Regions from separate parts of the Mus musculus genome. Here all the other regions are linked to region 4. A link is a contact called in public promoter capture Hi-C data. All regions are on one chromosome and are shown on one strand. The core of a region is the stretch at or near the end of the contact, and the rest is flanking DNA. Distances in the headings are between cores, read along the strand shown. Region 1 holds the start of Tlr5 (toll-like receptor 5). Region 2 holds the start of Disp1 (dispatched RND transporter family member 1). Region 3 overlaps Aida (axin interactor, dorsalization associated). Region 4 holds the start of Mtarc2 (mitochondrial amidoxime reducing component 2).

Region 1 (4,711 bases), core at 147-2,646, 1.9 Mb after region 4:
TTTGCAGTCACACAGTGGAATCAGAAAGGTTTGAGCAGCAAAGGATAGAAGAGAGTGAACCTGGGCCATCAATTAGGATGGAAGTGTCTTCCAGGATGTCCATCAAGCCCATATGAATGAACTAAGTCATCCTGATTACTATAATAGGGACTCTTCTTGTACCGCCCCATCATTAACGTTGGCCTGGACCCCTCGTCGGGGGCACCCCAAGAATCCTACCACAATGTGAAAGGCTAAGCATTTAGCATAGCAGAACCCAGGGTTCCCTCCTGACTGCATAGCATGCTGGATGTTCCTCACGATTGGTTTCTGCCCCCAAAGAATAAGGTGAACAGAGTCAAGATCTACACACCTTGAACAAACTATTCAGAGTTGTGTCCTCTGAGGAAAGGCAGAGGAAAGAGACCAAGCCACATGTGTGTGACAGTGGCAGGTCAGCATCCACACCCCCTTCCAGGTACGGGACAGGAGGAATGCATTGTTCATGTGCTTGAGGGGGTTAACCCTCAATAACACTTCATAAAAGGCCCTGCGGTTAAGCTGCAGGCCCATGCCGCACAGCGCTAGACTGCCGTGTTCCAGACACTAGCTAATTACAAGGCTAGCCCACCAATGGGAGAAAGCAATCCCCATGCATTCCCATTCCTCAAGGTCTCAGCAGCCTTCCTGGGGAGACTTTCTCTCTCCCAAGACAACCAACCACCCCACTTCAGGAAACAACCACTATTCCAGCCGTGGTGGTTTACGGAGCAGAGCCATGACTGTAATGGCTGTAATTGCCAAAGGCTGATGGAGTTCTTTCTTCACAGCCTCGGGGCCAGCTGCCCTACTTCTCCCTGCCCCGGAGGGTGTCCAAGGACTTCACTGACTGCAGTGTCTTTTTAAGGTGTCCATAGCTCAATTGATGGTGACTGTCGACTTCCTCTTTCCAAGGAAGACAGCAAGAGAACGGACTCCGCGCGCGTTAAATACCTGTCTCTTCCAGAGGGTGGGGCCAAAGGTGAAAGCCAGAAGAGAGAACTAGGGAACCTTGTCCCAAAGCCAGCATGCAAGTGACTTGTCAATCCTAGAATTGTCCCGCTGGGCACTCTGCTTACTCTCAGCTCGCTGGGCCGAGGGACCCCAGTTTCCGTGGCACTGAGTGGCAGAGAGCACAGGCAGGAAAGAGAGTTGAAAGGGTTCAGGACGAAGCCAGGAGGAAGAGAGAGGGGCGGGGGCACTAACGTGTCCAGCAACGTCCCGGGCCCCTTCCGGTCTCAGGGAACCCCCTGCTGGACCCCTTGCAACTACAAGGCTCTCACCTCCCAAGCGGGATTCCCACAACACAGGCTCCAGGACTGACCTCACTCGGCTCCAGGCACCAAAGCTGCCGCTGGGCTCGGGAAAGCAGGAGAGCGGGGAGGAGAGGGAAACACCGCCCGCTGCTGGAGCCCCGCCCACAACTCTTGATCAGGCTTTCTCTGTGGACCATGCTTGTCTTTTCTGAGTTCTGGGCAAAGTACCTCAGCCTAGGTACCTCTCTGCTTTCTTGCCAGGGAGGAGACCTCTATCTCTGCTGCAATGACCTTGTAACTGAGGTAGGAAAGAAAGTAGAGCTGGGGCAGACGGTAGGTATTGGCTATCATGGAGCCCAGCACAGGAGGCAGAGGGCCTGTTGTGATTTTTGTAGCTACCCCTAACTGTCCATCGAGATAACATAGGCCTGCACTGACCCAGGGAAGGCGGCCTAGATCCTATCCTGATGCACTGTACACACGGCCAGCGCAGCAAGTCCTGATCGGGGCAGTTACTTCTGTTCTTGCCTGTGCTCTTTGATCTGTGCCAAATCTTGAAGATATGATGCTGAGGGGTGAAGCTGGCTGTCATTTTGCCCTCTACTACTTGGCTACGCCTTCTATTTTAACTATTGAAGGTGTGTGTGTGTGTGTGTGTGTGTGTGTGTGTGTGTGTGTGTGTACACGCCCACACATGCACATCATTCATCAGGAGCTGTCTATCTTGTTTATTGAGTTATTGAGACAGGATCTCCCACTGGCCTGGAACTCACCAAAAATGCTAAGCTGGTTAACAAGCCCCAGGGATACTGGATGCTCTACCTCCCCAGCACTGGGGTTACAGGCAGGTACCATCACCATGCCTGTGGACTTTACTTGTGTGTTAGGGATTGAACTCTGGTCCTCATGCTTCCACAAGCACTATACCCCCTGCCCCATACTAAATATCTGAAGGTCAGATTTGGATCAGCAAAGGCTACTGCCTGTGACTGAAGGCCAGGGAAGGAAGTTGTGATTTCCCTCAGAGAACGCAAGAGCTTTCCGGCCTGTGAGCCCTTCTGGCTTCACTTCCCTTTTCCTTCCCACCCTCCACCTGCTCCTAGGAGGAGGGGGCGGGGTGTTGTGGGGTTGAGAGTTGATCTGCTTTCTGGAAAGGGACATGCTGAAGGAAAGAAAAGTCAGGAGCCTGCTGCTGCAGGAGTGTTAAAAGGAAGGGATTTGTATAGGAAGGTGGCGAAGTCAGTCGCTTTCTGGGGGTGAAACCCAGTTCAAGGACAGAAGTGTCACAGTCTGCAGTAAGACTGGGGTCGCATGGAGGTTGGGCAAAAGCTGACAGCTGCCTCTTGCAGCTGGGGTGTAATCCCAGGTTGATTCACACTCTCCAGCGTGGCCTGACAGCTAGGTGATATGATCAAGCAGGGCAGGAGAGATAGGTTAAAACAAAGCCCAGCACTTAATTACCAAGGAAGATCTCATTATACAGTCTTCTCAGCTCCCTCCTCGGCTGGCAGCTTGAAGCCCATGTGACAAGTTGCCTCAAGTGGCTCTCGAAAGCTGAGTGCAGAGGGATGGAACTGCAACCCTGCCTACCTGCTCTGCAGCTGGGAGGAGGAGGCTTGTAAGCCCAGGAGGTAGGGCCTTCCTATAATGTGGGTGGGACTGAGAACAATGCCAGGGAGGGCTGGGTGCCATTTACTGCCTTCCTAAAACCAGAGGGGATTTATCCCAGGAGTGCTAGGAATATGGAAAGGGACCGCCTAAGGCCCCACCCTAATTGACACCTGATGTGGGATAATTATTCTGGTTATTGGGCTCCAGGACTCATTGTCAGAATGAAATGCAGTAGCTGGAGTGTTCTTTCTTCATGGTTTTGCCTTGGCCAATAGCTCCCCATCCTTTCTCACATCACATCTTCAAAAGGAACGCACCTAACACTTCTAGATAGTCTCCAATTTATGGTGGTTCTCTTTGTGAATCTATATCTCTCTATGTGTGTGTGTGTATATATATGTGTGTGTGTGTATATGTGTGTGTGTATATGTATGCATATATATATGTATATATATACACACATATACATATATATATGCATGCACACACACACATACACACACACATATATATGTCTGTGTGTCATGGTGCAAAAGTAACTTGCATTCAGTAAAAACTGAACGTTGACCTTTGAATTTGGGTCTTCTCCTGGATTCACATTTAGTTCTTTACTACTCCTGGTTTGTGTGGTGTGTATGTGTGTGTATGTGTGTGTGTGTGCCTGTGGTGGCCACAAAAAAGACGTCAAATCCCCTGAAGCTGCAGTTCCAGGAGGTTATGAATAGCTAGATGTGGGTGCTGGTAACTGCACTTGGGTTCTCTGGAAGAGCAGCCAGTGCTCTTAACCACTGAGCTTTCTCTCCAGCCCCTTGTTCTTGATGCTACACAGCCAGCGTGCCACACTCCTGCTAAGCCATGTGACCACAAGAGCAAACAACCAAGCCCTGTAGTTTACGGTTTCTGAGGCTACGACGATTGGGAGGTTGGCTGTACTAAACAAATACATTCTCCTTCTATGACATTTTCAATTTATGATGAGTTGATTAAGTCATAACACCCACGATGAGACAAGGAGCTCTACATCTAAGTTAGATCCCTCATCTTGTTATCTGGCAACCCATCCTCTTCCTTTCACCACTATAATTTTGTATAGATAACATCTTATGTTAAAGTGAGTCTCCCCTTCAAACTGTCAGACCTGATAGGCTGTATGCGCACGCACACACTCAGCGAGAGGAGAGGAACGTGCTTCTTTCTCACTTCAAATCTAATAACTGATAAGTGCTTCTCAATAAATATTGTTAGTGAATGAATGCATGCGCAGGATTAGCTGTCTTCATTTCAAAATTAAGACTCAGCCTGTGGCAGTAGACATTAGCGACAATAATATAAATAGTAACTATTGTTACTATGTCTATTTAAAAAGTAATAACCCAGACAAGATTCAGGAAAGTACAAACCCCAAGATTCACTAGTGCGGAGGGATGGAACTGCATCCCTGCCTACCTGCTCTGCAGGGGAGAGGAGGAGGCTTGTAAGCCCAGGAGGAAGGGACCTTCCGACAACGTGGGTGGGGGATAGTCTAAAATTGACTACCTTTCCAACAACCAAATATTCAGTTTCCCTACAGACCTTGCGTTTCTTCCAGGAATACCAATCTGAGTTAGGTCTGCCTGTCAGCATGTGTGTACACACGTGTGCGCATACACATGCGTATGTGCATACAGTCTGATTTCTATACTGCTGACCCTGCAAAGTTCCAGCAGAGATGGAACGTTCTGCCCCATTCAGTGAATGCCCAACAGTTGGAGTGAGCTCTCCCTGAAGATGGATGAGTCACACTTCCTGGCAAGGCTTCAGTCTGCCGTAACGGCTTACAAGGCTCT
Region 2 (4,657 bases), core at 1,584-4,083, 1.6 Mb after region 4:
AATGAACAAGCTTCCTCTATCCTGTGAATTGCTGTCTAGTTATATATGATGGCTGGCAATGACAACCTACTGAGTGTGGTAAAATGGGGTCATTTACTGGGAGGATACAGAATTTCCATAGACTCTAAGGCCAAGAAGCACAGCTCCAACCTTGCAAGGGACTGGGAATCAAAAAGTAGGCAGGTGGGACCTAATGCAATCACTTCTCTGGTGAGTCTCCTCTTTCTACATCTCTCTCCTTCAAATCTCTACGCCTTCCTCATTCTTGATGCCCTCTTCCATCTTTGGACATTTTACTTTCATCTCACTTAATTCTAGATTTTCATGATATTTTCATTTCAGTATGCAAATTGAGACCAATCTTCATGCAGAAGAAATTTCTCTGGCCCTGTTTGGGTTAAGTGTTAACATCTGGTCTAGTTTATGATGAGAAGGAGGATGGGCCCTTTTACTCAGGGCACATCTGGTAGGGTTTGTGAAGCAGATTATCTTAGACAAGGGCACGATCTGGACACACTCCCTAAGGTACAGATAGAAAACTGCTCTCTGGATGTTAAAATGAAAAGGTTTGGAAATATATATGGGTATTTCTTGTAATCAAAGCAAACAGGACACCTTGGATGGTGTTGCACACGTGGAAATTTAACACTCAGGAGGCAGAGGCAAGAGAATCGGTAGTTGAAGGGCATCCTGAACTCCATAGCCAGGGTGAGACCAGCCTGGGACACGTGATACAGGAAGGAAAGTGAAGGAATCAGAGGGAATCAAAGGAAACTTTGATCCTCGGCAGAGGCGTTTGCTCATAGCTTTCTCTTTTAGGACATTGCCATGCATGGGGCTCAGTTTGAACGGCCATCTTCTCTCTATGTGCCCCTATGCCATACTCAAAGTTCCTGAGATGAGGAGCTGTATATATTTGATCCAGGGTGCAGTGGGTGGGTCATGAGTTCAAGGATAGACTGCGTTATATAGTGAAATCTTGTTTTAAAAGGAACAAGAAGGAAGGGGCTGGGGGAGCTTGCTATGCCAAGAGTATATTTGAAACTACTAGTGAATAGAAAATAGTAGCAGAACCAACAGCCCTCGCTGCTGTCCCTGGAGCCTCCCCTTCCCTGGTTCCTCACTTGCTTGGCATCTCTCTTGGTTGAGGCAACCTCAGAGATTGGGGCCTTGGGGGCGGGGTTAGTAGCCACTCAGTGTGTTTCATTTGGGTGTGGTTGTTGGAGGGAAGACTGCATTCTACGCATGGCGTCTTACAGATTCTTATTTTCCTCAGCACCCTTCCTCTGATTCCTGTACTTCCCTTTCTATCTCACGTGTCCCAGGCTGGCCTCACCCTGGCTATGGAGTTGAGGACGCCCTGCAACCCCTGATGCTCTTGCCTCTTCCTCCTGAGTGTTACATTTCCACGCCTGCATCACCATGCCAGGTTTGTAGGATGCTGGATAGCAAGCCCAGGGCCTCATGCGAGTTGGTACATACCATGATCATTGAGCTAAAACGCCCAGTCTCAGGTTTTTCTTTTCTTTGTTAGCTAGGACAGTCACTCTGGGCAACCCCAGGATCCGCTGTTTTGTCTATTCTAATGGTGACTCCATTGACTCTGTTGTATGAAATTTGAAGCTAAAATATTTGGTATAAAGTTGTCTTAGTTAGGGTTCCATTGCTGTGAATAGACACTAGGACCAAGGCAAACATTTAATTGGGGCTGGCTTAGAGTTTCAGAGGTTCAGTCCATTATCGTCATGGCAGGAAACATGGCAGCAGCCAGGCAGACATGGTGCTGGTAAAGGAGCTGAGGGTTCTGCATTTTGCCTTTCTTCCATCCTGGGCAGAGCTTGAGCACTAGGAGTCCTCAAAGCCCACCCCTACAGTGACACATGTCCTCCAACAAGGCCACACCTTTTCTAACAATGACATATCTTCTAATAGTATCAATCCCTGTGGGCCATGCATTCAAACACGAATCTTTGGGGGGGCCAAATCTACAAACCACTACGAAAGTACAGCAACATCTGGTCTTGTCTATGTTTTTTTCTTGCCTTTGAGGTCTTGGACTTTAATTGACTGTACTTCTATGCAGTTGCCTGAACAAGACAGGCTCTTACTTTCTGGTATACTGCTATGCATGTCCTTGCCTACTTTAACTCTTATTTGTTCTTTAATTCAGTCTCAACTGAAATTGTTATTTATAGTCCGTCTTCTTGCTCAACTCTACACACCATACCATTCCCACAGCACTGCTGTGTTACAACAAATTGTGCTTCTTGTAGGGTTACAGCCTGTGCTCCAACACACCAGGTTCAGCCACCTATCCTCAGTAAGCCAATTAAAGGACCCAAATTAATAGTAAAAAGCAGAAAAAGAGAATTATTCAAAATTGCTACATTGTGAAGGATAAGGAGATACAAGAGTCCCCAGCCTTGACTTCAATGCCTCTTAGTTATCCTTAGAGTCCTGACATGAAAGTAGGTTTTAACAAAAAACAAGAGCTAAAGATAACTAGACAGTGTGTCAAGGTGTGGTTCTCCGTCTACCATTTTCTTGTTTCATGAGTGATGGAGAAAAGAAACAGTCTGAATGAATTAAATAAAACATAGTCCTTCGCGGTGTCTGATTAGCTACTGCTTTTGTTTAGCTCAACTTTCAACCAGAATGTGGGCTCAGAGGTCGGTCTCAGAGTCATCTAGTGGACACCTGGCCCAGCATTTGTAGACTGGCTAAGTGACAGCTAAGACGGAGACAGGAGATGCATGTGCCTCTGCACCCCAGCCCAGCTGCAGCGGCTTTGAGTAGCAGGAGGCCTGGGCCCATAGCCGGAGGCGGGACTTCCGGTCCCGCTGGCGACCGCGGCCCGCGCCAGGCGGAAGCGCGGCTCCGGGCCAGGATCCGCGAGCTCCGGCTGGAGCAGAGTTCGGAGCCTCAGTGTCCCGGACGCCCGTGGTCGGTGTGGATGCTTCTCGGCGCTGCGTCCCCGCGGTCCGGGGAGGCCGAGGAGGCACGCGGGAGTCGGCGCGGCGGGAGAGCAGGGATCTCGGGGTGAGGACGGCTGGCGGCGGAGGGTGGCTGCGAGGGGCTGAGGAGGCCGAGGTGACATCTTCCATGGGGGTGTGTCCGCGTCCCCAGGCTCGTAGGGAAGGTGGCCCGAGATGGCCTTGGGGGGCTTGCAGGGAGACGCTCCAGAGGCAGCTCTTTTCACCCTCGGGGTTAAAGATGAGAAGGACGTCTTGACCTAACTCATCTGCGAGATGAGCAGCCAAGGCTTGCATGCTCAGCATTGCTTTCTTTGCAATACATTGCTTTCTTTCTCTTAAGACTTCTCCCCTCTTCCAGTGGTCTTCGGAGGGGAATACCCAACATTCGTAGGGAAAACCTGAACTCTTACTCACTTAGCTCCCGTTCAGGCTTTGTCAGACTAATAGGACTTTAGGTCTTTGATTCAGACAAGCAAGCCCACTGAAGTTTTCATTTTAGACTCTTCTCTACCTTGCGGAGTTCAGGTTGTCCCACTTCCTTTGTCGTGGAGTGAGCTTGTAAGTATCTGGACAAAGCTTGCACCTTCATGTTTGCACTTTATGACTTACTGTTTGCTTCTCAATGGGGTGACACATTTTTAGATGTTAAATAGATTGGATTCTTGCCACACACTGAGCATAACTAGGCAAAGCCAGAGTACTGTCACTGATGGAGGCTGGTGTATACTGATTGCTTCAAGTGTTTCCCTTCCCAAGAGTTACAATCTTAATTTTATCCCCCGGTATTTGCCAGTACTGGTAACTTACATCTTACTTGGTGGTCTGACCTGAACTACTTGAAGAAACAAATACAAACATACAAACAAACCAGAAAGCACTGTGCATTTATCCATAACCCGGTATCTCACTGACTTACTTGAGATTTGTGCTGCAGTGAGACAAGTTATTATAAGAACGGTTTGTTGGGTGGCACAGCTGATGTAATGCAGGATGCACCTAACATAGTGCTTTAACATATTAATGAAGACATTGAAGGCAGTCTTCTGAAGTCATGGGGCTAACTGTTGGGTTGATTTCTTTTTGCATCTCTTCATTTCTTTTTTAAGTTGTTTGTTTTTATGTGTATGGGTGTTATTGCCTGCATGTATGTCTGGGCACCACATGTGGGCCTGTTGTTCTCAGAAACCAGAAGAGGGCATCACAGTGCCTGTCTCTAGAGTTGTGGGCTGCCTGCCATGTGGGTGCTAGGAAGCAAACTGAGGTCCTCTGGAAGAGCAGCCAGTGTTCATAACGGCTGAACCATCTCTCCAGGCCCTTTAATTTCGTTTTTTGAGGTAGACTTGTTGCTTATCTGATAAGGCTTGATTTTATCTAATCTTGATTTAAAACCTGTGAGCCCCCCCAGCCACTATTCCCTTCACTTTTATAAGAGAAAAAGCTCTTGAGAATACGTGAGCCTTTATAGTTCATGGGTGGTGGAAGTGTTCATCTGGAAAGGGAAGAATTGCTTGCCTTCTGAGGCAGGTTTCCAGCCGTAGAGCTGAGAGTCCTGTCCGAAGTCTGATTGCCTTGGATTTGGGAGATCAGTGGAATGCTTATTTGTTGCTGGAAATTATTGAATAATTGCTTAGCTTTCCCCTTTAGATAAATTCTTTGCATTCTGTATAATTTAGCTGTGTTTC
Region 3 (5,179 bases), core at 1,376-3,875, 1.5 Mb after region 4:
AAGTGGACAGTGCGTTATTCATTACAGCAAAGGATTTCGTTGGCATCAAAATCTAAGTTTGTTTTACAAAGATTGTTTTTAGTACTAAGCTGCCTTGGCAGTTTGCATTTTTGAGCCAAACAAAAATATATTATTTTCCCTTCTAAGTAAAAAAAAAAAAAAAATCACCTCTTAAGCTAGAATATCCTTCAAACTTTGAAATGTGCAATAAAGAATACCTGTGTTTAGTTCATGTAGCATATGTAATGATTGCTAAATGATTTAGAATATCAAGTATGAACATTTCCTGTGGAAATGCTTTAAGAACACGTATTTCCATGGCCTTGGTGTAGTGTATGCCAGCTGATTTGAGCAAGGTGTTTACAGCTCCATTTGTGTCTCAAAGACTGTTACGCTAAAAAGAAAAGTTTACTCAAGGATCATAAACTGTCCCGTTGCTAAAGTTCTTTGTAGTAATAGTTCATAAACTTGGTTTATTACTGTTTCCCAGTGTCTGCTGATTCTTTGGGTTGCTCTGAGACATGCATCATTTGGGAAACCTGACAACTATACTTCTGGAACTACAGTGGTGGGCTGTGTACATCCCATGTGACAATGTTGAGTTCTCCTTCAAAGTCATCAGTGAGCTCTACCAGGAATTTCCTCTTCTTTTTTTCCTCTTCTTTTCTTGTTTTAAAAAAAGATTTATTTATTTATTATATATGAGTACAGTGTAGCTGTCTTCAGACACACCATAAGAGGGCGCCAGATCTCATTGCAGATGGTTGTGAGCCACCATGTGATTGCTGGGATTTGAACTCGGGACCTTTGGAAGAACAGTCAGTGCTCTTAACCGCTGAGCCATCTCTCCAACCCCCTCTCTGCTTTCAAATAAGCCAGAGGCCCCACTCATTCTAGATGACTGCCCTTTCTTGGTGCTCATAGCTTGAGAATGAATGAATTTGTACTACTATCAAGAATTATTTGGAGTGGGTGTGGTGGCTCACATCTTTAATCCCAGCACCTGAGAGGCAAAGGCAGGCATATATCTGAGTTCCAGGACAGCCAGAGCTACATAGAATCTGTCTCAAAAACTGAAAGAAAAAAAAAATTATTTGGGCCAATAAGATGGTTCAGCAGGTAAAGACACTTATTGCCAAGCCTGACAGCTTGAGTTTGACTCCTTGGACCCACCTAGTGAAGAGAACCACTTCCCACGACCTACACACACACACACATGCTGCAGCACGTGTGGGGAAAAAATTGACATAAAATTATTCGACCTGGTATTTTGTTGCTTTTAAAACCATTCTTTCGCTAAGGGTGACTAACAAGATAAAAATCATATGCCATGACTGTAAGATCATTTCTTTTTAGAAATGTCTATTCTGTTTTCTCTCATATCACCTTGCAGCTGATTTTCAAGGAGTATGGCAAAGAATCAGGAAGCTGCCATAAGGCAGAAAGATCAGAAAACCAGTGTACATCCTGAACTACGGGCTGAGCTCAGTAACACGGCTGTTGTGAGCGAGGTGAATTGCTGCAGCCGTGTAAGCTGCAGTAATTAAAGCTATAACAAGTGAAAACAGCTCACTGTGACACTGCACTCTCTAAAGTCCTGTGAAGCAATGACTGAAACCAAGGGCACATCATGCCACTGCTGGGAAGTTAAATCCACTGGAGATTTTGAAAAAAATGAGCAAAAGCTTCAATGTGAAATAAAATCTTCGATGACTGAAGACATACAAAGACAGGTTCTCTGAATGCAGGAGGTCCAAGGGAGTAAGAGTTCAGCCTGCCTGACCCCAATCCAGAATTACACAAGATTTTATAAGAAAATGCACAGGAGAGTATATATAATTTGAAACTTTATTTTCTATGCTATGCACATGCATTTTGCTTGCATGCTTGCATGTATGTATGTGCAACATGTGTTGTGTCTGGTACCCATGGGGCCAGAAGAGGGCACTAGATCCCCATAACTGGAGTTACAGGCAGTTGTGAGCCATCATGTGGGTGCTGGGAACTGAACCCCGGTTCTCTGCAAGATCAAAAAGTGCTTTTTAACTCCTGAACCATCTCTTTAGCCACACATGCCATTTTTAACCATATAAAAATAATATTAAATTGCAAACACAACTTCTTGAAAGTATCTGTCAATCTTGGGACACAAAATAGTAAAAATATAGTTTATAATTTTTACCTTTTTTTTTTTTAAAGATAAGGTCTCACCTATATAGTCCAGGCTTGATCAAACTTGCTATCCTCCTGCCTCAGCTATCTTGACTAACCTAAATTTAGAAGGCATATAAAATAAAAATTATACAAGCTAAGAAGACAAATAGTAAAGGTAAACCTTTTTTTTTAATATTCAAAATTAGGATATTCCCTCTAAAGGCCTTTAGTTATTCTATCATCATAAAAATCATCAGAAATATGTGTAGAACCCTCAGTTGTAGCATTTCTGTGCCCTCTGAGCCAGTCGATTACTGCCTTTCCTCAGCCCCATCTGACGAGGCCTGTGCTACAGAAGCCTGTCTGTCTACGGATGGCACAGAGGACAGGATACCTCAGTTGAGTCGGACTCTTCCATTTAAAAGTTCTTGTTTCAGAAGTCCCCTCCCGCTGTTTCTCTGTTGAATAGCTAAAGCTCTTTAGGAAGGAGCCACACCTCACCTTGAAAGCATCTGTGCTAGAGACAAGGCTATTGCTCAGTACAACGGAAACTCAACTTGTGAAGTGGGGAGTGCTTTTGTGTTCACTGCTTTAAGACAATCTTGTCATTCGGGTCTGATTTAAAGCTGAGCTTTAATTTTTTTTTTTTTTTTTTGGTTAGTTGGTTTTTTTTCAAGACAGGGTTTCTCTGTGTAGCCCTGGCTGTCCTGGAACACACTCTGTAGACCAGGCTAGCCTCAAACTCAGAAATCTGCCTGCCTCTGCCTCCCGAGTGCTGGGATTAAAGATGTGCACCACCAGTGCCTGGCGAGCTTTAGTTTTTAATATCATGTTCCACTAAAGTGCTTTATTAACCCTGACGGCAGGCATTTGTGGTTCATATATGCCATGCTGTGTGAATGATCAGTGCTGTAGCACAGAAAATTACCACCTTGCTATTTGTCTTTTATGATCTGTAAGAAATGAGAAAGGACAATGTACAGTCTTTGCTACGTTTTAATAATAATAGGTTTTAAGGAATTAATTTTTATGTCTAGTCAGCAATATCAAACAAAATGTACTGAGTACTCCCCAGGTACAGAGTACTGCCAAGTACCTTAGACCCTTCCATGACAGCTACAACTCTTGCCCCAGGAGCTTACAGCCTGGGGACCTACAACTCAAAGCCTGAGTGGGAGAGTGAGCTAATTTAAGGCAAAAATCTCCTCCCCCTAGAGCTATTATAGATGGGATGATTTTAGCAGTTGGAACTACCCAATCAAGATTAATTTGGTTGTGGATTTTTTTTCAGGTTGAACCTGAAATACAGTTTTTATTAAGCTCCATCTAGTAAACAGTGGCCTAGTAGGTGCTGAATGAAAGCCAAGACTAGATCTCTTGAAGGACAAGTTTAAGACATCTTCCTTGTGGTTATTTACTTGAAAAAGCAAGTATATTGAATGGTGTGGTGAGGTCACTGACATGTGAATATTAAAGTATATGGCATGTCTAACCCACAGAAAGCCCCTCATGAGTCCTAATGCTCTGTGTAACAACCATCCATCATGTGCTTTCAAAGTTTTATTTATGCCTTGTTACACCAAAAGTAAATAGTCCATTCAAAATAAACTAGTGACCTGCATATTTTCATATGGATGAATGACTGTATATCTAAATAGGAAATAAATGGCAATCCTATCTACCTATATTAAAAAAAAATAGACAGTCTTTCCAGATTTTTGCATACTAAGGAGAGGTACGGGGTCTTAAGGTCTCACAACGGGTGGTCAGGAAAGCAGCAGTTATCCCGCAACATCTTGACATCTGACTCAACTGTTCCTAAATGATACAGTTTAAAAGATACTGTAAACACATTTTCAAATCCATAGTTATTCTGAGATGGTTCCAACGTTAACCCTAGAACTACCAGAAAGAATTAGCAGTACAATAGAGAAGAGCAGATAATCCACCTGACGATACACGTGCTCTCTTCAGGAAATCAGTCTGGTCATCCGGGGAACACTCAGGGTGGGATGCTCATCTGGCCAGGTCACACTTTCTATGCAGGAGACCCATGGCACCAGGCTAGGTCTCTTCTAAGGAGACTTTGCTAGGCAATGTAACTAGTCCAGTTCCTCTCAGAGCAGTTCTACCCACTTCAACTCACAGCGTGGCATTGAAACCAGAAGAGCATACTGGAGCAGAAGTGAGCAGAGACGTAGACTCTTGCACATTCTTATTGCTGCATTGTCTGAAGTTCTGCACATCTACAACAGTGCTGTCCGGGAAACAGGGGAGTAGAGGCAATGAGAAAATAGACTATTCATTGCACAATTAATAGAAAAGTGAAAACGTTTCCAAATCTACAATAAACCTGTATCCAAAGGAGTGATAGGTCAGTGATGTGCTGAACTTTTGTTCTGGGGTCCGGCTGTGCAATAGACTCGCTTGGTCAGCTGGCGTGGGTAGGGCTCACTTCCTGCCTGTTGAAGGGCTCACTTCCTGCCTGTTGAAGGGTGATTATGCTACTCAGAGCTATGATGGGTTCTGAGTGGTAAAATTCACACAAGTTCTTGGTTATTTGTATCAGGATCATTCCTTGTGCAAACTTTGATGTAGATGAAGATAAAGTGGTTTCTTGGTCAACAATTGCAATTTCTTTCTTTTAAAGTCAGTGGGTTTCTTGTATCTGAAAGCACAAAAGAAAGATTATTGTTTAAAATATTCTGCTTGATTGACCCCTAAGTTCCATTCATTTGCTATGCCCAAAACTTACAGTTCTATTACGATTGGCCCAGGTTTAATTTCATCCATCTCCATGAAGGCAAAACACTTAGTGCTGGTAAACCTCTTTTTAGGCTTGTAATGTTTGAATTCAAAGAAAATGGCCGCACCTAAGAAATTAAAAGACATATAAACCACGGGCAGCACCTTCTGTGTTAATTAGCTTTCTTTACTCACCAGAAACAAAGTAACCTGTTAAATACAGTCTGTCGAGGTGTGACCACTGGCTGCTAGGGACACCACCACAATCTGCTGTATTTCT
Region 4 (5,208 bases), core at 2,429-4,928:
GGTTTTCAGACTCAGTGTGGCTCACCCACAGACTCATCCCAGATTACCATGCTGTGGAGCTGGGAGCTACCGTCTCCTGACTGTTACCTAGTTCATGTCCATTCTTGGTGTTATCCCTGACATCGCCAAAAACTCCAGGGCCAGTTAGCCTGGCTGAACAGTGATGAACAAGAGACCTGCTTCAAGGCAGAAGGTAAGGAGGGATGGTTGGAGTTATCCTTAGACCTCCACACTCATGCTGGGGTACACCTGCACAGGCACACACAGAGAGACACATACAGATACACACAGATACACCTGCACACACACACAGACACACAGAGAGACACACAGATACAGACATACAGACACTGATACACATACAGATATACACACAGATACACACAGAGACACATACAGATACACACAGAGGTACACACAGATTCACACACACAGACATACAGATACACATACAGATAGACACACACAGATATACACACAGATACAGACACAGACAAACACACAGATATACACAGATACAGACATACACACACACACACACACACACTTACAGCCTCTGGGAATGCAGCCAGCCCTGATTTATCTGCTCCAAGTCTTGACCAGGAGTTCTTTTTGTCACTGTCTCATGGATGTGCAGGTGAGCAGTAAGTCACACAGACTGACAGGCAACTGCATCTAAACTTTAAGTGTTAGGACAAAGCCTGGTGAGTGGACAGGGCATATAAGATAAGTTAAAGAGATACAGGGCTGGCTCAGATGGCTCAGTGGTTAAGAGCACTGGCTGCTCTTACACAGGACCTAGGTTCAGTTTCCAGCATCCACAAGGTGGTTCACACCATCTAAAACTCTAGTTTTAGGAGGCTGGTGTCCTCTTCTGGTCTCTTCAGACCAGACATTCTGGCACTTGGGAAGCAGAGACAAGCAGGTCTCTATAAACTTGAGAGGCCAGCCTGGTGTACTGAGTGAGTCCCAGGTCAGCCAGGGCTATACCATATCAATTTTTGTTTGTTTGTTTTAAATAAGGAGATGTTTACCCTGGCAGGAGGCCCGCCTCTAATATGGACTGTTGCTGTGGTAAATCTCCAACCCAAATATGCCCTGGCAATGAAAACACAACTCAGTTAATATGAATACATGCTGTGCTCCTAGATTGGCAGATCTACCGCTACACTACCATCTTCCACATATAAGAGAACCCTTAGAACTTGCGGTTTCTCCAGGCCAGGTGCTTCTGCTCTGCTTTTCTTCTTCCTCCTCTTCTGCATCCTCTCCCTCTTCCATTTTCTCCTTCTCCCTCTACCTTTTGCTCTGCCTTCCCTTTTATCTGCCCAATCATCAGCTCTCCTTTATTTTACAAATTAAGATGGGAAGCAGGTGTACAGGAAATCTCCTGAGTGCTGACTCATTTTTTGTTCACAACCACCCACAAAAGAACAGAATTAACATCAAATATAACTAGCCCCAGGGCTATCCACAACAGGACTTTACAGGCATGGAGTTCTGACAGAAGCTTGTCCAGGCATGGGACATAAGATGTTGGAGAGCAGAGCAGAGAGTGAGGCCTGGAAACCTTACAGAATCAGGAACAAAAAGAGCAAAGTGGCAGGGAGCAGCTGGAGCGACCCCCACTCCGCTATGCCCACTAATGTCATGCTCTAGAGAAGTGGTTCCCGACCTGTGAGTCAAATGACCCTTTCATTAGGGCCACACTTCAGACACCTGCTTATTAGATATTGACATTGTGGTTCCTGACAGTAGCAAAATTATAGTTATGAGTAGCAATGAAATAATTTTATGGCTGGGGGTCACCACAACACGAGGAACTGCATTTAAGGGTCTCAGCATTAGGACGGTTGAGAACCAGTGCTCTAGAATTTGTAGGTAACCCATATATAGGTCATTATAATACTATATAACACATACTCCTGGGAAGAGATTTAAGATGCTTATGAGATGCTAATGCATGAAGATGTAAGTGGAAATGTGGCTACACACACACACACATGTGCACACACACATGTGCACACACACTGGTTTAAGCAAATGTTTTTCTTAAAAAAAAAACCTCTTCTCCAGCAGGTGGCTTAGTCCTACTTTGGAGGGGACAACAGATTGGCCTCCTCAAGAGGCCTTGGACAGATTATGTCTTGATGCAAAGAACCATCCTTTGAAAAATAAACCAACTCCCATCCTATGTAAGAAAGTCTGTTCTTATCCCAGTAGTCTGCTTGAATGAAATTTTTACAAAATAATGGCAGACATCAGTTAAACTGTGAAGCCTGGGTTTTATCCATCAAGTAACTATTGACAGAGTGTGTGTCTGTAGTGGGGATGAGCTCAGATCTAGTAGGCATTGAGCTTTTCAGAGGGAAAGTGAAGGGGCAGAGAAGGGGGGGGGGAACACGTGCTACATGGGTAGGCTCTCTCAGTCTGTGTCACCTATCAGAAGCAAACACACTTGCTCTGCCAGTTACAGAGGTTGGGGCTCTGTCCTGTCTTTCCTCCCATGCAGAAGTCTGTCGTCTCTGGTGACTGTCCACGCAGCAGAATTCAACATTCTAAGCCCTTGGCTATTTTAAAATTTTTATTTTTATTTTAAGTATGTGGATGTTTTTGCCCGCATGTATGCCTGAGTACCACCTGTGTTCCAGCTATCTGCGGGGGGCAGAGAGAGTGGGGGTCTGCAGGGGGCAGAGAGAGTGGGGGTCTGCAGGGGGCAGAGAGAGTGGGGGTCTCTTGGCACTGGAATTGCAGACAGATACGATCTGCTATGTAAGTACTGGGAGTCCATCTGGGTGCTCTTAACCACTGAGTCATTTCGCCATTTATTTATTTAGCGTTTATTCTCCCCCTGTCTCCTCTTTCTGTCTCTCCATGTACACCTCCCACCCTCTCCTCTCTCGTGTCTCTTGTCTCAGTCTTCCCCTCCCCTTCCCAGTCCCCCTCTCCTTCTCCCTCCCACTCTCTCTGTTTGTTCAAGAAATGGTTCCCTCCCTTCTATCACATGGCTCCCAGGGACTGAATTCGAGATGTCAGTGTTGGCAGCCAGGACCTTTATGGGTTGAGCGGCTTTCAACTGATGAGTTAATCATTGATGCTTCTGAGACAGGTCCTGGCCATCAATAGCCCACCGTGATCTTGAACTTGGGGCTATCTCTTAGCCAAAGCCTGACATTTGGATTCCGTTTAGATCGTTGTCTGAGAAAAGTCGACCAGAGTCCTCTATTCGGACCTCAGCAAGTGGTAAGCTCTGGCAGCCTTTCCCTTCCTTGCGCTGTCTTAATTGGCTGGTGTACCTGTAACCTCAGGTCACGCTGCCAGAAGCCGCGCCAGTAGTTTTGTCTCTACCTGCAGAGATGGAAGCCGAGCGTTCCAGAGAGTTGCGCGATCTTCGGGAGACCTATCCCAAAGTTGTCCCCAGGAAACATTCCTCCATTCTGCTTCATTTCAGTGCAGCAGCTTCTTGCACAATTGAGTGTGCTCCTTTTAGAAGCAAAAGGGTTAATGAGTGTAGCAGGTTGAAGAGTCATGGGGGGAGGGATCACTTTAAAGGCGGACAGAGACAAAGTAAAATGAAAGTGACCACCCCACGCTGTCACCCGCGATGGGCGTGGGCCAGGCTCCGCCGACACTGATCTGGACGTGAGCAGCATAAGTTTGACAGGCAGTGCGGCTGCGCCAACCCTGGCTCCTCCCACACTCCCGGAGCCTTAAGCCCCGCCTCGACACCGCGGCCCAGTAGCCCAGGCCTGCCCGGGATAGTGTAACATGGGTTCCTCCAGCTCTACGGCTCTGGCTCGCCTCGGCCTCCCTGGGCAGCCGCGGTCCACCTGGCTCGGCGTCGCCGCGCTGGGGCTGGCTGCGGTGGCGCTGGGGACCGTAGCTTGGCGTCGCACGCGTCCCCGGCGGCGCCGGCAGCTGCAGCAGGTGGGCACGGTGTCGAAGGTTTGGATCTACCCGATCAAGTCCTGCAAGGGGGTGTCGGTGTGTGAGACCGAGTGCACGGACATGGGGCTGCGCTGTGGCAAAGTGCGCGACAGGTACGCCGAGCCCCGCACTGCACCGGGCGCGAATGGGCCGGGGCGAGGGAGGTGGGGCCTTGCCTATCCTTGCTCGGAAGTGTGAGACCTGGAACCAGGCGCCCCTCGGTGAGTGCAAACTTTGTGAGCCTGAGCCTGGAGCAAGTCGAGAGAGGAGTTCCGTACTGCAAGCTGTGTTCTCCCCAAACCTAGAAAGTAAGGGTTTGTTGCTTCTGGGAAACACACATATGGGAAAGAGATGACAGCAGTTACAGCACGGTGCACATTGACGAGCGTGTTCAAGTTGAAATCTAAGTTTGCAAGCCCAAATATGTCTGTGGGGAGACCTTCCGGGAGGAGAATTTTAGTTTTACCACATGCAAATTTACTCTAAAGCGAAACAGAGCGCCTGGATTTCGGCCCCCACCCCTTTCGGCTTCACAGAACTGAGGCTTGTTGCCTGAATTCTCTGGGCTGTCGAGCTTTGATCCTTTAGCTGCGAAGCCCGTGCTTCTGGCTAAAGTAGTTTTGGAAAACTGAGTTGGAGCATTCCTGGAACCCTGGGGGGTGGGGGGGGGGGGGGAGACTCCCCTGTCAGCTGTCCGTACAGCTCTCCTAACTGTAGGACACTAGAAATATAAAATGCCATTGGCTGAGCGTTTTCAAGAACATCGGGCCTTCCCTCTAGTTCTGGTGACCACTTGAACGAGTAAGGAGCAGAATTACACGGTTTGCCGGGGGTGGGGCGAGGGAGGGGTTGTGGTAGATGGCGATAGAGAGCTAGTCACAAACGGGTATGAAATAATAATAAAGGAGGTTAGAATAAAAAAAAAGAGTTTAGTTCTGCTACAGAATAAATTTATAGATCAGGAATTCCGCTCATGGATTTTCCATTCCTCATTGGCGGCCTATGTTTGCAATGCTGGGAGGTTTGGGTTTAAATTATCATTTACTGAGGGCCTGGGGATATAGCTCCGTTGGTAGGAGAGAGTGTTTGCCAAGGGTTCGTGAAGCCCTGAATTTTATCCTCCAGCATCCAAGGGAGGCATGGTGGCACATGCCAGTCATTTCCACACAGGAGGATCAGAAGTTCAAGGTCACTTCCAGGGAAGCTGTAGATTTGGGTTCAAGGCCTGCCTGAGCTATATGAAAACTTGTGTATATACTGAAATGAAATAAAATGAAATAA

The links. Promoter capture Hi-C pulls out the DNA fragments that hold promoters and counts their contacts.
Region 1: a promoter capture Hi-C map of embryonic stem cells shows a contact between it and region 4, with 26 times the contacts expected there. The contact joins the promoter of Tlr5 here to the promoter of Mtarc2 in region 4. A contact is called at or near these places in 2 of 39 promoter capture datasets (embryonic stem cells and pre-B cells) and 3 of 115 datasets of contacts at active chromatin or transcription factors (embryonic stem cells, hepatocytes and large pre-B cells).
Region 2: a contact with region 4 is called in a promoter capture Hi-C map of pre-B cells, with 23 times the contacts expected there. The contact joins the promoter of Disp1 here to the promoter of Mtarc2 in region 4. A contact is called at or near these places in 4 of 39 promoter capture datasets (the C10 cell line, embryonic stem cells, liver and 1 more), 2 of 115 datasets of contacts at active chromatin or transcription factors (cardiomyocytes and large pre-B cells) and 1 of 9 other capture datasets (adipose tissue).
Region 3: a promoter capture Hi-C map of embryonic stem cells shows a contact between it and region 4, with 4 times the contacts expected there. The contact joins the enhancer-like site here to the promoter of Mtarc2 in region 4. A contact is called at or near these places in 2 of 39 promoter capture datasets (cranial neural crest and embryonic stem cells), 4 of 115 datasets of contacts at active chromatin or transcription factors (astrocytes, embryonic midbrain, large pre-B cells and 1 more) and 1 of 9 other capture datasets (liver).

Annotation. Positions count from the first base shown.
Region 1 is chr1:182,951,473-182,956,183 of GRCm38.p6, reverse strand. Tlr5 (toll-like receptor 5) reads right to left here and starts at 1,396. Exons shown (of 4, transcript NM_016928.3): 1 at 1,302-1,396.
Region 2 is chr1:183,219,705-183,224,361 of GRCm38.p6, reverse strand. Disp1 (dispatched RND transporter family member 1) reads left to right here and starts at 2,833. Exons shown (of 10, transcript NM_026866.3): 1 at 2,833-3,039.
Region 3 is chr1:183,322,132-183,327,310 of GRCm38.p6, reverse strand. Aida (axin interactor, dorsalization associated) reads right to left here. Exons shown (of 10, transcript NM_181732.4): 9 at 4,910-5,027; 10 at 2,810-4,822. The coding sequence ends at 4,726. Mia3 (melanoma inhibitory activity 3) reads left to right here. Exons shown (of 26, transcript NM_177389.3): 26 at 1-1,075. Among named protein-coding and RNA genes, the nearest start is that of Gm34102, 21 kb to the left of the region's middle. Within about 2 kb of position 2,625, at least 1 of the 459 cell types and tissues checked has an H3K27ac peak or open chromatin away from gene starts, as enhancers often do. A contact at or near this core is called in embryonic stem cells, where this site is marked.
Region 4 is chr1:184,844,378-184,849,585 of GRCm38.p6, reverse strand. It overlaps Mtarc2 (mitochondrial amidoxime reducing component 2), which reads left to right and starts at 3,678. Exons shown (of 8, transcript NM_133684.4): 1 at 3,678-4,040. The coding sequence starts at 3,769. It overlaps Gm34451 (a long non-coding RNA gene), which reads right to left and starts at 3,739. Exons shown (of 2, transcript XR_865818.3): 1 at 3,349-3,739.